Linked DNA regions of Muntiacus reevesi: region 1 is linked to region 2. Evidence: chromatin contacts called from public Hi-C data. All regions are on one chromosome and are shown on one strand. The core of a region is the stretch at or near the end of the contact, and the rest is flanking DNA. Distances in the headings are between cores, read along the strand shown. Region 1 holds the start of SBNO1 (strawberry notch homolog 1). Region 2 holds the start of ARL6IP4 (ADP ribosylation factor like GTPase 6 interacting protein 4).

The links. A called contact is a pair of places that touch in the nucleus more often than the background predicts.
Region 1: a contact with region 2 is called in a Hi-C map of blood, with 2.8 times the contacts expected there. The contact joins the promoter of SBNO1 here to the promoter of ARL6IP4 in region 2. A contact is called at or near these places in 2 of 3 Hi-C or Micro-C datasets (blood and muscle).

What each region holds. Positions count from the first base shown.
Region 1 is chr13:21,200,191-21,206,564 of mMunRee1.1, forward strand. It overlaps SBNO1 (strawberry notch homolog 1), which reads right to left and starts at 1,489. Exons shown (of 32, transcript XM_065905091.1): 1 at 1,340-1,489. It also overlaps the pseudogene LOC136146221.
Region 2 is chr13:20,887,102-20,893,299 of mMunRee1.1, forward strand. ARL6IP4 (ADP ribosylation factor like GTPase 6 interacting protein 4) reads left to right here and starts at 4,160. Exons shown (of 6, transcript XM_065904508.1): 1 at 4,160-4,526; 2 at 4,883-5,056; 3 at 5,464-5,772; 4 at 5,860-5,977. The coding sequence starts at 4,894. OGFOD2 (2-oxoglutarate and iron dependent oxygenase domain containing 2) reads left to right here. Exons shown (of 7, transcript XM_065904506.1): 2 at 203-259; 3 at 992-1,105; 4 at 1,196-1,295; 5 at 1,968-2,095; 6 at 2,349-2,606; 7 at 2,680-3,682. The coding sequence ends at 2,943. LOC136145828 (a long non-coding RNA gene) reads right to left here and starts at 5,448. Exons shown (of 3, transcript XR_010658859.1): 1 at 5,271-5,448.

The DNA of each region.
Region 1 (6,374 bases), core at 239-2,738, 310 kb after region 2:
GTAAATAACCGGGAAAATATGGGATCCCTTCGCACTGTTAGCTGGTTTAAGTAACTGCAACTCTTACGAGGAATGGCGATATAGCAACTAAGGGTTTGACAGCTTTCTGGGCCCTCCTTGGCCGACACTTTAGAACCCTATTCCGTCTCTAATTCTGGTTACATTGAGAATATGAAATATTTAACTTAACAAACTGCTAATAATCAACTTTCAAAGGTCAAAGGGAACCCAGCTTTTAACCTTCTCCCATCAACACGTGTTCAGTACAAACTTCCGGGTGCAGTTACAATTGGCTGCGCAATTCAATGGATAAAAACGTTGCTTTCTTTGACTCTCATTTTCTCTCCCGTTCTTTTCCCACGTTTCTCAACCAGCGACTCCCCAAAACAAAAGCCTCCCACAGTAAACCGAGCACGCACATAAAAAAGAGCTTCTCTGTGCGAGGATCAAGTTAGTGGTCCGCAAACATTAACCAAACAGAAGCACAAAGCCGGGGTGGAAAGGGGAGGAGCTGGATGCCAGGGTCAGGAAAGAAACAATCACAAGGGTTCAGGAACATCCAAATCTCCTCAGCGGTTAAACCGACTTCAAACCACTTCTGGGAAACCACCAGCATACACTGGTTTAGGGAACTTTAGATGCTCGTTACGCCAAACACTCTCAAAGTAAGCAAATCCCCAACCGACTTGACCCTCCACAGAGATGCCTGCTTAGTGTCTAGGAGGCGGACGAGCGAGCTTGGGGCAAAATTAACTTCATCACGGGGTGAAGCGTGAAGGTGGCCCCACGTGTCCCACGTACCGTCCCCACCACCCCGACAGCGAGGTGACCAGCAAATTGTAGGTGCGGTGTCCCGTCGCTCCCCGCAATCGCCCTGAACCGGAGCAATCCTTGGATACGAGGACTTTTGAAGGATTGCGGAGCTCACTTTCCTGCGGGTCCCGGGACCTCACAGCCCCCTAGTCCAGCCGCGGAACCAAAGGCGGCGAACCAAGCAGAGCCGGAGCCGGCGTCCGCAGACGATGACTCCTCGCTCAAACGAGGTGCCTCCAACCCGGGACAGCGGGGCCCTCGGGGCCCGAGAGCCCCACGCGCGGCGACCGCAGGGCCCGGCGCTGACGGCGGAGGAAGCGAGCGCGGCGGCGCCGCCGCCGGGACTGTGCCCCCGAAGACCCCGGGGCGCGCAGCGGAGGGAGCGGCGAGGGAGGCCCCAAGCCAGGGTGAGGTGGCGGCCCCCCCCCCCAGCCCGGCCCCGCACGGCCCCCTGAGGAGGGTGCGAGTGGGAAGCTGTCCGGGAGAAGGAGTGTGGAGGCAGAAAAGGGATAAGGGGTGGACTTACTTTCCCCGCCGGATCCGACACCGGAACAGCTTCTCTCAGGTGACGAGAGCTTGAAGAACCAGAGGCGACGGGAGCGGAGGCGGCGGTGGCGGCGGCAGCAGCGGCGTCCGGCTCTGCCTACCTCCCCGCCGCCATCTTGACGCCCCTCCCCCCAACCCCCCGCCCCACGGGGAGGGGGTGGGACGACGGATGAGGCGCCGCGCGCACGCAGCGCGCGCCGCGCGACCCACGTGACTTCCTCCCTCCCCCCCCCCCGCCCCCAACACCCCACTCCGCAGCGCTCCTCTCCGCCCCGCCTCCCTCCTAGGTGAAGGAAGATGATTTCCACCCCCCCATGACCGCCCCCTGCCTTCGCCGCCAAGCACGAACTCCGTCGCTCTCGCCGACAGGGTACCAGTGGTTGGATCCAAGGGAATTCCGGAACCCAAACGGTCCATTACCGCGGCTCCCGGGTGGGCGAGGGGTGAGGGGGCCGGGTTTCCGAGAAGGGGGAGGGGGGGAAGGCGAAGGCCGCCTAAGAGAGTCACGTGTCTACTGCTTCCGCCGGCGCTCGAAAGACCTCGCGAGAGTTCCGTTCCTCCTCCCTTTCTCCCCCGCGGGTTGTCGGGAAGAAGGTCGGTGCTTTGACTTGCCACGAGGAGGTCAGCTGGTGGGCCAGGCGCATGCGTGCCACACCTGCTTTCAAAGTCGGGCTAGGAGGGGCCTGAAGCTGTTTTGAAAACGTTTTCGGTGTGGCTTTGGCCCAGGAAGTTACCTAGTAGCGTCTCTGTCACTTTGAAACGCTTGTTATCTTAATGAATTCTAGAAAAAAATATTCGCCTACTTATTGCTTCTTAGGCTTGCTCAAAGCACTTTATTCAATGTGAAACCGCAAGTAACTGGAGCCCCTCGGTTGGTCTGTTACCATAGTCAGATCCTAAGGAGTGAGAGCGCGGTTAGACCCTCTTTCTCTTTTTCTCGCGCACATCCACTAACCTGAACAAACTGTTGCTCTCAATTAATGATTGCTACAGGTCTGTTGCTACCTCCTCTCTCTTCCTTATTTTTGTATTCTCCGTTATGATTATTGTTATTGGTACTATTACTAAATGACCTGACCCAGAATAAACAAATTAACTTGGTAACCCTTTTGTAAAGTCATCCTGAGAATGCTGTTTGAATCGGTTGCTTAGGTAATGGGCACGCTGGGTGACTCTTGCCCTCTACCGGTGGCGCGTCGAACTCGCCTTGTGCTCAAAGCAAATTTAGTAGTTTGGTTAACTGGGAGGTAAAAGTGTCAGCTCTTAGACACAGTATGGGGCTAGGAGAGTAGGGGGGGAAATTACGGCAAGAATAACTGAGTCTTCCAACGTAGCGTCTATATACATAAATATGTATTGTTCAGTTCAGTTAGTCGTGTCCAACCCTTTGCAACCCCGGGGACTATAGCACAGGCCAGGCTTCCCTGTCCATCACCAACTCCCGGAGCTTGCTCAAACTCTTGTCCATCAAGTCAGTGATGCCATCCAACCATCTCATCCTCTGTCGTCCGTCCCCTTCTCCTCCTGCCTTCAATCTTTCCCAGCATCAGGGTCTTTTCTAATGAGTTAGTTCGTCACATCAGGTGGCCAAAGTATTGGAGTATTGGAGCTTCAGCGTCAGTCCTTCAGTGAATATTCCGGACTGATTTCCTTTAGGATTGTCTAGTTTGATCTCCTTGCAGTCCAAGGGTCTTCTCCAACACCACAGTTCAAAAGCACCAATTTATATGTATTATATATGTGTACGTATAAATAAATATTTTAAAGTGTGTTAGTGGCTCAGTCGTGTCCGACTCTTTGCGACCCCATGGAATGTAGCCTGCCAGGCTCCTCTGTTCATGAAAATTCTCCAGGCAAAAATACTGGATTGGGTAGTCGGTCCCTTCTTCAGGAGACCTTCCAGACCCAGGGATTGAAGCCAGGTCTTCTGCATTGCAGGCAGATTCTTTACTGTGAGCCACCAGGGAAGTCCAGGCATTTTAAATTGCAGGTTAATTACTTTGCTAATCACTTCTGTTATTTCATTTACTGCATACACACACACACCCCTATAAAGATAAAAATAATAAAAATAGTTCCATAAGAACAATGCCTTGGAGGAACTTCCCTGGTGGTCCAGCGGGTAAGACTCTGCCCTTCAAATGCAGGGGCGCAGGTTGGACCCCTCATGGGGGGAACTAAGATCCCACTTGCCCCACAGCAAGAGGCCAAAAAAAACCAAACCATTGGATAGCAAGGTCATTCATCTGTCTTGTTCACTACTTTCCAGTAGACTGGTTTATGATCTAGTATAGTTGACAGCAAACAAGCAATTGTCATATTATGAAAGAATGCAGCAAAGAAATCTAAGACAATGTAGTTAATGCATCACTGTCTTTGAAGCTTGGTTGGAGCAATTCAGTTTCCAAGTGGCCCCCAAACTCTAGCTGAACACTGGGACTAGATGAGTCCTAGACCCACCTTTTTTTTGGTACTTCCTGAGCATCTAAGCCAGATTCTTGGGCCCTCCCTAGCAGCCCAGCAGTTAAGATGCGGTGCTTCCAGTGCATGGGGCAAGGGTTCAATCACTGATTGGGGAACTAAGATACCCCATGCTGCGTTCCTCGTGCAAAAAAAAAAAAAACCAGATCCTTGCTGCCATCTCTGCATCATCTCTTTACCCTGAACCAAAGTAAAAGATGGAGTTTCGGGGCATATTTATACAACCTCACATATGCACAGAAATGTTATGCACAAAATTATTCATGGCAGTAGCAACTTGTAGAAGCAAAAGATGGAAACAACCTTAATGTCTTTGAAGAAAAGATGAACTGACTAAACTATGGTACTTTCCTACAGTGAAACCGTTATTAAAAACAATGAAGCACTTCTGTCTATGAGAATACATAATATATTTTGCTTGAATGTACACTCAGGGCATCTCAGAATGACAACACAAGTAGTGGTTGTATCAGGGGATAGATACTGAGGGTCAGAGGCAGAGAAAACTTACTGGAAACACCTAGAATAGAGATACTGCTAGAAGCAGATAATTCAGAAAAATTCCCTATTCAGGCATGGTGTCCATTCTCTTCCCCTGTGGCTATTTATATTTACACTGTACTTCTCACTTCATTAAAAAAATATTTATTGAGTCAGATATGTTAGAGATATTGTGTTAGGGACACAAGTTTAAGAAAAACAAATCAAGGGGAGGGGGTGGGGGGATGTCCCCTTACAGAGTAGTAGGCCTTAATCCTCAAATTACACAAAGAAATGTAAACTTGTAAAAAAAAAATGTAAACTTGTAACTGTGACAATGCAACATAAAAGCTAACAGAACCTATTAGAGTAATTTGATCTCATCAGGGAAATCAAAGAAGGCTTCCTTGAGAGAGTGACAACCTCCTTAAGAGTTGAAAAGTAGCTTTGCGCAGTGGCAGTATCGTAGCCAATGAGGTTTATCCGAGGCGCGATTATTGCTAATTGGAAAAAAAAAAGTGGAAAAGTAGGTGTTAACTTGTGGAAGTGAACAGGGAAATTCAAGAAGAGGAAACATGTTTCTGTAACAAATGTTCTGTAACAGACAGGACTGAAGCAGAGAGAACAGACAGTAACAAAGCAAGTTCAACAGTTATTAAGATAGGGGAGAAACTTCACTAACAAAGCAAGTGCATCAGTTATTACGACATGGCTTTTCTGAACTTTGCTGGTGGTCCAGTGGCTAAGACTCCATATTCCCAATGTAGGGGGCCCGGGTTCAGTCTTTGGCCAGAGAACTAAATCCCACATGCCACAACTAAGAGTTCTCATGCCATAAGTAAAGATCCTGCATGCTGCCAACGAAGATCCTGAGTGCCTCAACTAAAACCTGGTGCAGTCAAATTCATTTAAAAAAAAAAAAAAAATACTGTTTCTCAGCCCCAGACTCGAGCATCTGTGCTCTCCTTTGTGATGCACTGCAAAACTACACTGCTGCTTTGCCAGCTGTTTCAATGTTACTCCCTGCAAGGCTGGAGGTAGGCTGCGAGGCTGGAGGAGGAAAAAGTGTCCTGTGAACTTCCTCCCAGCAACACCTCTTCACCCTGGCACATGCCTTTCCATCCTACAGCAGCAGCTGTATCCATTTTGCAGTTTTTCCCACACTTTACTGGTAGAGCTGGCCTCATCACACCAAACTCTCCTCCCAGACAGGAGGACCAGTGAGAGCATCCACAAGGTCACTCTCTAAGCTCAGAGACACCAGCTGAGCAGAACCCCCTCCTAGGAGTTTGGTATCTGCAACATGGGGCCCCTCCTTTATTTTTTAACTTTGTTTCAACCCTTTACTTTTTTATTTTTTACAATTTTTTGACAATTTTGAAATTACCAGGAAGACCACTTGGTTTTTATTTTGTATTTATTTTTATTTATTTGGCTATACTGGGTCTTAGTTGCGGCATGTGGGATCTAGTTACCAGACCAGGGATCTGACCTAGGCCCTCGGCAGTGAGAATCCTAACCACTGAACCACCAGGGAATTCCAGGGAGAGTTTCTGTTTGCATTTTCACCCTATGCATTTAATATATTTATAATGAATGCTCTGCTATTCATTTTTATAAACTTTCCCTTAAAAAACACCATATTTAAGTTATTAATTTAAAAGCATACTATGGGATATTATCAGTTATGGGTTGAACTGTGTCCTCCCCGAATTCATATGTTGGAGACCTGACATAAATCTCAGAATGTGACCTTATTTGGAGATAGCGTCTTTACAGATCTAATCAAGTTAAAATGAGATCCTTGAGGTGGGCGCTAATCCAACAAGACTGTGTCCTTATAAAGGGAAATTTGGAGATAGACATGCAGAAGAGGAGAACACCATGTGAAAATGAAACCAGAGGTCGGGGTGATGCTTCAACAAATCACCAGCCAGCCTACCACTAGGAGTTAGGAGAAAGACATGGAAAAGAATCTTCCTAACAGTTCCTCAGAAGGAACCAACCCTTCCAGGACCTTGGTTTTGGACTTCCAGCCTCTAGAACCATGAGGT
Region 2 (6,198 bases), core at 2,910-5,409:
GCTCAGGGCAGGGCCTGGCTGAGTCCTCTCTGTTATTAACAAGAGCCGCTGCTGTGTGCTGAACGTGCTTATCACATTTCATTTTTACGATGATCCTGTGATCGGATCATCTCCATTTCAAGGAGGAGAAGCTGAGGCTCAGAGACGTTAAGAGACTTGCCCCAGGTCACACTATCACGCTTACTGGTTTTTTTGCTCCCAGATCCTGCGCAGGCGAGGCTGTGTCAGCCCTAAAGACTTCCAGCAGCTGTTGGGAGAGGTAACACTCCCCACCCTCTACCGCCCCTTCTGCACCCAGCCCCGCCCTTCCTGTTTAGATTTGTGTCAGCAGCTTGAGGGGTCTCCCGGCCTCAGGTCTGCCAGTGTCAGATCCTGGAAGGGCTCCTTTGACCTCCCCTTACCTCCTTCCTGTCCCCACTTACCACAGCACCTGGGTGCTGGCACCAGGACAAGAGAAAGCAGGGAAAATGCCAAGTTATCTGCTTTGTGCCCGTTTAAGATGAGAAACTTGCACTCAAGGGGAGGAGTCACCTTACGGTTTCACAGCAGGTGCCACCAGGTGCCACCAAGCTCCTGACTCTTCATTCTCCCCACCCCCCTATCACCACTTCTGCCTGTCTCCCATGGGGAGGTGGTGTGAAGTGTTGAGAAGCTTCCTAGGACAGCCATCTTCAGCCTCTGGAACACAAGACTTAACCAGTACTCTGTTTCCCTTCCTTGGTTGGGCCCAGCTGATGAAGGTGCAGAGATGGGTCTCAATCCAGCCAAGCTGGTGCAGCCCTCAGTGGGATGGGCCCCGTTCTGGTAGGAATCCCCTTCAGCTAAGTTTAACACGTGCCATTTACCCTGGCAGAGTCAGGAACATAGGAAGACTGGGCTCCCAGCTCTGGCCTTGCCTTGAGTTTCCTGAGCCTCAGTTTCCTCATCTGTACGATGGCCTTGGGAGGGATGGGAGGCCCCATTCTGGTAACCAGGCCCTGTGTCACCCCAGCTTGAGCAGGAGGTGGAGCGGCGGCGGCGGCTGGGGCTGGAGTCGGCTGCCAGGAAAGCCCTCATTGCCAGCTCCTACCGCCCAGCTCGGCCAGAGGTCTACAACTTGCTGCAGGTACTTGGCAGGGGACAGGTTACTGGAAGGAGGTGGAGGCATCTGGGCCTGGGGGCTGTCTGCCCCATGGCTGGTGTGTTCTGCCCCCAGGAGGCCGCTTTGGCCCCTGAATTTCTGGCTGCAGCTGAATACAGCACATCGTCAGGCGCAGACCTTAAGGGCCTTCTCCAGCGGCTGGACACAGTGTCAGGTGAGGTCTTGGCCTGCCACCTGGCAGGACTGGAGATGGCAGACTGGGGTCCCTTCACCCACCATATCTGCCTCTAAAAGTCAAACCAGCAGGAGTGAGAAGAGGGGTGGGATGGAACTGTCAGGAGGAGGGCATCTGTATTCACTCACTTGCACACGCATCCACCACAGTGATCAGTAATTCAGTGCTATGCACCAGGCACAAGCCAGCCAGCATCCTCAAACTGGGGTGACTGAAGACGTTAATGAGGGGATGGTTGAGACAAGTGTGGGCTCAGCAAGGGATGTTGAGAGACCTGCCCCAGGGTTAGCAGTGGGGGTGGGAATGGGGAGCAGTTCCCATCCCAAGACCTGAAGGAGGGGGCAAGAGCAAAGTCTCCCGAACCTGCCAGGACCTGGAGCTGGGGGCGGGGGAAGGGTGGCTAGCCAGGATGCACATCTGAATTTGTGGGTCAGACCTCAGGGCAGGATCTAGGGATGGGTGGTGTGTGGGGGGGGGGGTGTCCAAGAATAGGGCACCCTTGCCGCACATGTTATGTCATTTAATCATCACAAGAGCCCTGAGAGGTGAGTACTCACGTCATCCCTATTCTACAGATGAGGAGACTGAGGATGGGGGAAGTGAAAAGGTTAGCTCCCACCTAACCAGCCGTCCCTCCATCTCCCTCCGCAGAGGAGAAACGAATTTACCGGTTGCCGGTATTCACAGCGCCCTTCTGCCAGGCCCTGCTGGAGGAGCTGGAGCACTTCGAGCAGTCAGACATGCCCAAGGGAAGACCCAACACCATGAACAACTATGGGGTGGGTGAGGCTCCACCCAGCCGGCACAAGGAGGCAGGGACGTCCGTGTGGGGAGACCTGTTCCCAGCGCAGACCTTCTCCAAGCCTTGGTCTCCCCATCTGTCAGATGAAATCAGGCAGTATTGTTATGAAGTTAAGCACATTGATGATGTCTGCACAGCGCTCAGCACTGTCCTTAGTGAGGGGCTCCCTCAGGGACCCAGGGACAGGCCCTACCCGCTTCCCTGCTAATTCTGGGCTCCCCCACCCCCAGGTGTTGCTGCATGAGCTGGGCCTGGATGAACCGCTGGTAACGCCGCTGCGGGAGCGCTTCCTCCAGCCGCTGATGGCACTGCTGTACCCAGACTGTGGTGGGGGCTGGCTGGACAGCCACCGGGCCTTTGTGGTCAAATACGCGCCCGGCCAGGACCGCGAGCTGGGCTGCCACTACGATAACGCCGAACTCACCCTCAATGTGTCCCTGGGCAAGGCCTTCACAGGGGGTGCCCTCTACTTCGGGGATCTCTTCCAGGTTGGTGTGTGTAACCCATGGGGCTGGGCTGGAGCCACCGCGAGTACCCAGGCCTGAGTCCCACTGTCCACAGGTGCCTTCGACCCTGGCCAAGCCCTTGGAGGTGGAGCATGTGGTGGGCCAGGGCCTCCTGCACCGGGGGGGCCAGCTGCACGGGGCCCGGCCCCTGGGCACTGGTGAGCGCTGGAACCTGGTCGTCTGGCTCCGGGCCTCAGCCGTGCGCAACCGCCTCTGCCCCATGTGCTGCCGCAAGCCCGACCTGGTGGACGATGAGGGCTTTGGCGACGGCTTCACCCGTGAGGAGCCCGCCACGGTGGATGTGTGTGCCCTGACTTGAGCTTGGCCAGGGCCAGTGTGGCGGGCAAGGACGGAAATAAACACCCTGCAGCCCTCAGCACTTCTTGCTTTGAGAGGACACACAGGCTTCCGGGTCATTCTTTCAGCAGACAGGCTGGCTTAGGTCAGGTTTTTAGACCAGAGCCTGAGACAGGAATTCCTGTGCAAGTGGTTTAAGGAGGGAGCACTCCAGGGAGGAGGAGCAGGACAGGGCAGGAAGGAGCTGGAGCAGGATGGTCTGACACAGCATCCAGCTTCAGCCCAATCCCCTGGGGCTCTCTGGAGCATGAACTGTAGCACAGTTTGCCCCCCAACAGCAGTTATTGGCTATGGGATGTTTCAGGGTATGGAGGGGGTGAGTAACTTCTTAAACATCCACCTCCAGGGCAGTGTGGCTCCCAGTGGCCAAGGGAATCTTCCAGAGCAGAGTCCAGGTGTGGGGTGTCAGCAGCAGACACCATGGCTAAGGTCGAGTGCACCTGTCTTCTAAGGGGATTTGGGTGGGTCACCAATAGCATCTTCTGGACGGTATGGAGGAGTTACTGCAGAGGAATTAAAAGCTGGGACATGGAGCCAGACTGCCTGGGTTCAAATTCTGATTCAGCCACTTCCAGTTGTGACTGTGGGTAAGCCACATGCCTCTCTCTCCCTTAGTCTTTTTTTTTCTGGAGAGTACCTATGTCCTATAGCTGTTTTGAGGATCAAATGACTTCCCATTTATAAAGCAATTTACAACAGTCTTCTGGGTTTGTTGCTGTCATTACTATCAAAGAGTTTGCAACTCAGTGGCCGCAAGACTGGATGAGGCATGCAGCTATGCTATGTTTGGGAGGGTTTTCCATGTTGAAATCTTGAGTTTGGGCTCCCCTGGGAAAGTGGGAAGATCTGGAAACATCCGGCCCCCGTCCACATTGCAGAAACCAGCGAGACCAGATTCAGCTGCCCCCACTCTTGAGGCCTGTGGTACAGTCTTACACGGGTCCCTACATACGTTGCTATGATCTTTCTGGCTTTTATGGATGTCTGGGTTTGTGATCTCTGTATTACTGAATGCAGACATCGGAAAGATCAAGGTTCTGGAGCTCACGGCCTGCAGGTGAAGTCATGTCCGCAGAAAATCCACAGTCGCCGCCTCCCCTGGGCTTCTCAGGGACTGGGGGTGCTGCGGGCCCGCCGAATAGGACAGAGATGGGAGAGGGCATAGCTGCGGCAAAGGGCCTGTGAGCTCTGGGACTGGCACCAGGCTGGAGAGCAGGTCTCTCCGGGAGCTCCGCCTAGAGGCGGAAGCCTGGAGCCCGGGCTCGCCTCTCTGGGAGGTGAGCGCGCCAGACTCGGTTTCTTGGGCTGCCCCACAGACGGAACCTGGGGCTTCAGAACTAAAGCCAGCAGCGCCTCGCTTCGCGGCCGGACAGCCTCCTAGTGCACTGCCCCGGGCCGGAAGTCACCCTGCCGTTGCTTCCTCGCCTCCTCACGCGAAGGCGTGGTGCAGGGTTGGCGGTCCCGTCGGATGGACAGTTGAGGGAGCGGAGCAGCCCCGGGGACTTTCTTTGAGGCGGCGAGGCCGCGGAGGGCACGGGGTGGAGGGTAGGAGCACGTGGGAAGGGGAGAGGAACGCACCTGGCAGCTGAGGAGCTCGGCCGTTCCTAGCGGCGCCTGAGCTGCGCGCGCAGCCGTGAAGCGTCCGCGCGGGGGCAGATCCTTAAAGGGGCCGCAGCGGAGGAGCCGGGAGTCCGCGGGGAACAGGATTGGGGGCGGGCGAGGATCGTACGGTTGCTCCTACTGTCCCTCAATAACGCTGCCCCGGATAGTGACGGGTGCCAGGCCCCAGAAAACCAGGCCGAGTCTCGTCGACTCGGCCAGAGTACAGCCTCCCTGGGAACCCATTCTGCGGGCCAGCCCCGAGATCGATCCTGGGTTTAAGCGCGCCTTCGTGTCTGCAGCTCGCGGCGCTATGGCTCACGTCGGCTCCCGCAAGCGCTCTAGGAGTCGCAGCCGTTCCCGGGGGCGAGGGTCGGAAAAGAAAAGGAAGAAGAGCAGTAAGGACGACCGGAGGAGCTGCTCGGCTTCGAGATCCCAAAGCCGCAAGGCCAGCACCACCTCCTCTGGGGTGGAGGGTGAGGACCAGAGGGAGTGGGAAAGGGATGAGGGGACATGAGGGAGGAAGTTGCAGGCAGTCAGGAGGGCTTCTCCAGACTGACTTTGGGAAAATCGCAGGGTGCACTATTCAGAGGGACACAAGAGTGTAGATCCTCGCTATCTGGATTGAAAGACGCTCAGAATCCAGGGGCTGGGCCAACCCATTGAATACGGAATGAAGCGAGCACTTACTCATATTTTTTGGTGTAGCTGGGTCTAAGATGTGGGGGCTGGCCACCTTGCTTCTGGGCAGACAGTGACTGCGGAGTCGAGAAAGTGCCTCTCCACAGCGTGCTGAAGCCCTGCCAGGAAGTAGTCAGCCTGAGCCTGCTACAGGCCAGAGCAAGGGGACGAAAGTTTACTTCTTCCCCTCCTGGCCTTCCAGCCTCACCTTCTCCCTGCATCACAGAGAGAAGCAAGCACAAGGCCCGGAGGAGACCACGATCCAGCTCCTCCTCCTCTTCTTCCAGTTCTTCTAGCTCCTCTTCCTCTTCGTCCTCCTCCTCTTCCTCCAGCGATGGCCGGAAGAAGCGGGGGAAGCACAAGGACAAGAAGAGGAAGAAGAAGAAGAAAAGGAAGAAGAAGCTGAAGAAGAGAGGCAAGGAGAAGGCCAAAATGCAGCAAACCGAGGCTCTGCCCGGACCCTCGCTGGACCAGTGGCACAGAGCGGCCAAGGAGGAAGAGGATGGCCCAGGTACTGTGCTGCCCACCCGGTGTGCAGGGCAGGGAGGCTCCCCTCCCTGAGGCCCCGCCACCACCTCCCTGCCATCTTACCTTCCAGTCCTGACGGACGAGCAGAAGTCCCGCATCCAGGCCATGAAGCCCATGACCAAGGAGGAGTGGGATGCCCGGCAGAGCGTCATCCGCAAGGTGGTGGATCCGGAGACAGGACGCACCAGGTGGGGCGTGCTGGCCCCAGACCGCATTCTCAGGAGGAGGGATGGGGCTGCTGCTGCTCTAAACAGGCTGAGGACCAGGGGAAATGTACCTTGTTGATGAGACTTCTCAGGCCATTGCTCCCTATTGGCTGGAGTAGGCGATTGCAGGGGCTGGAAAGGCCTTGAGGGAGGGTCTTCAAAGAGCCCCAGCTGGCCTGTCTGACAGCAGAGCTACCCTCTGC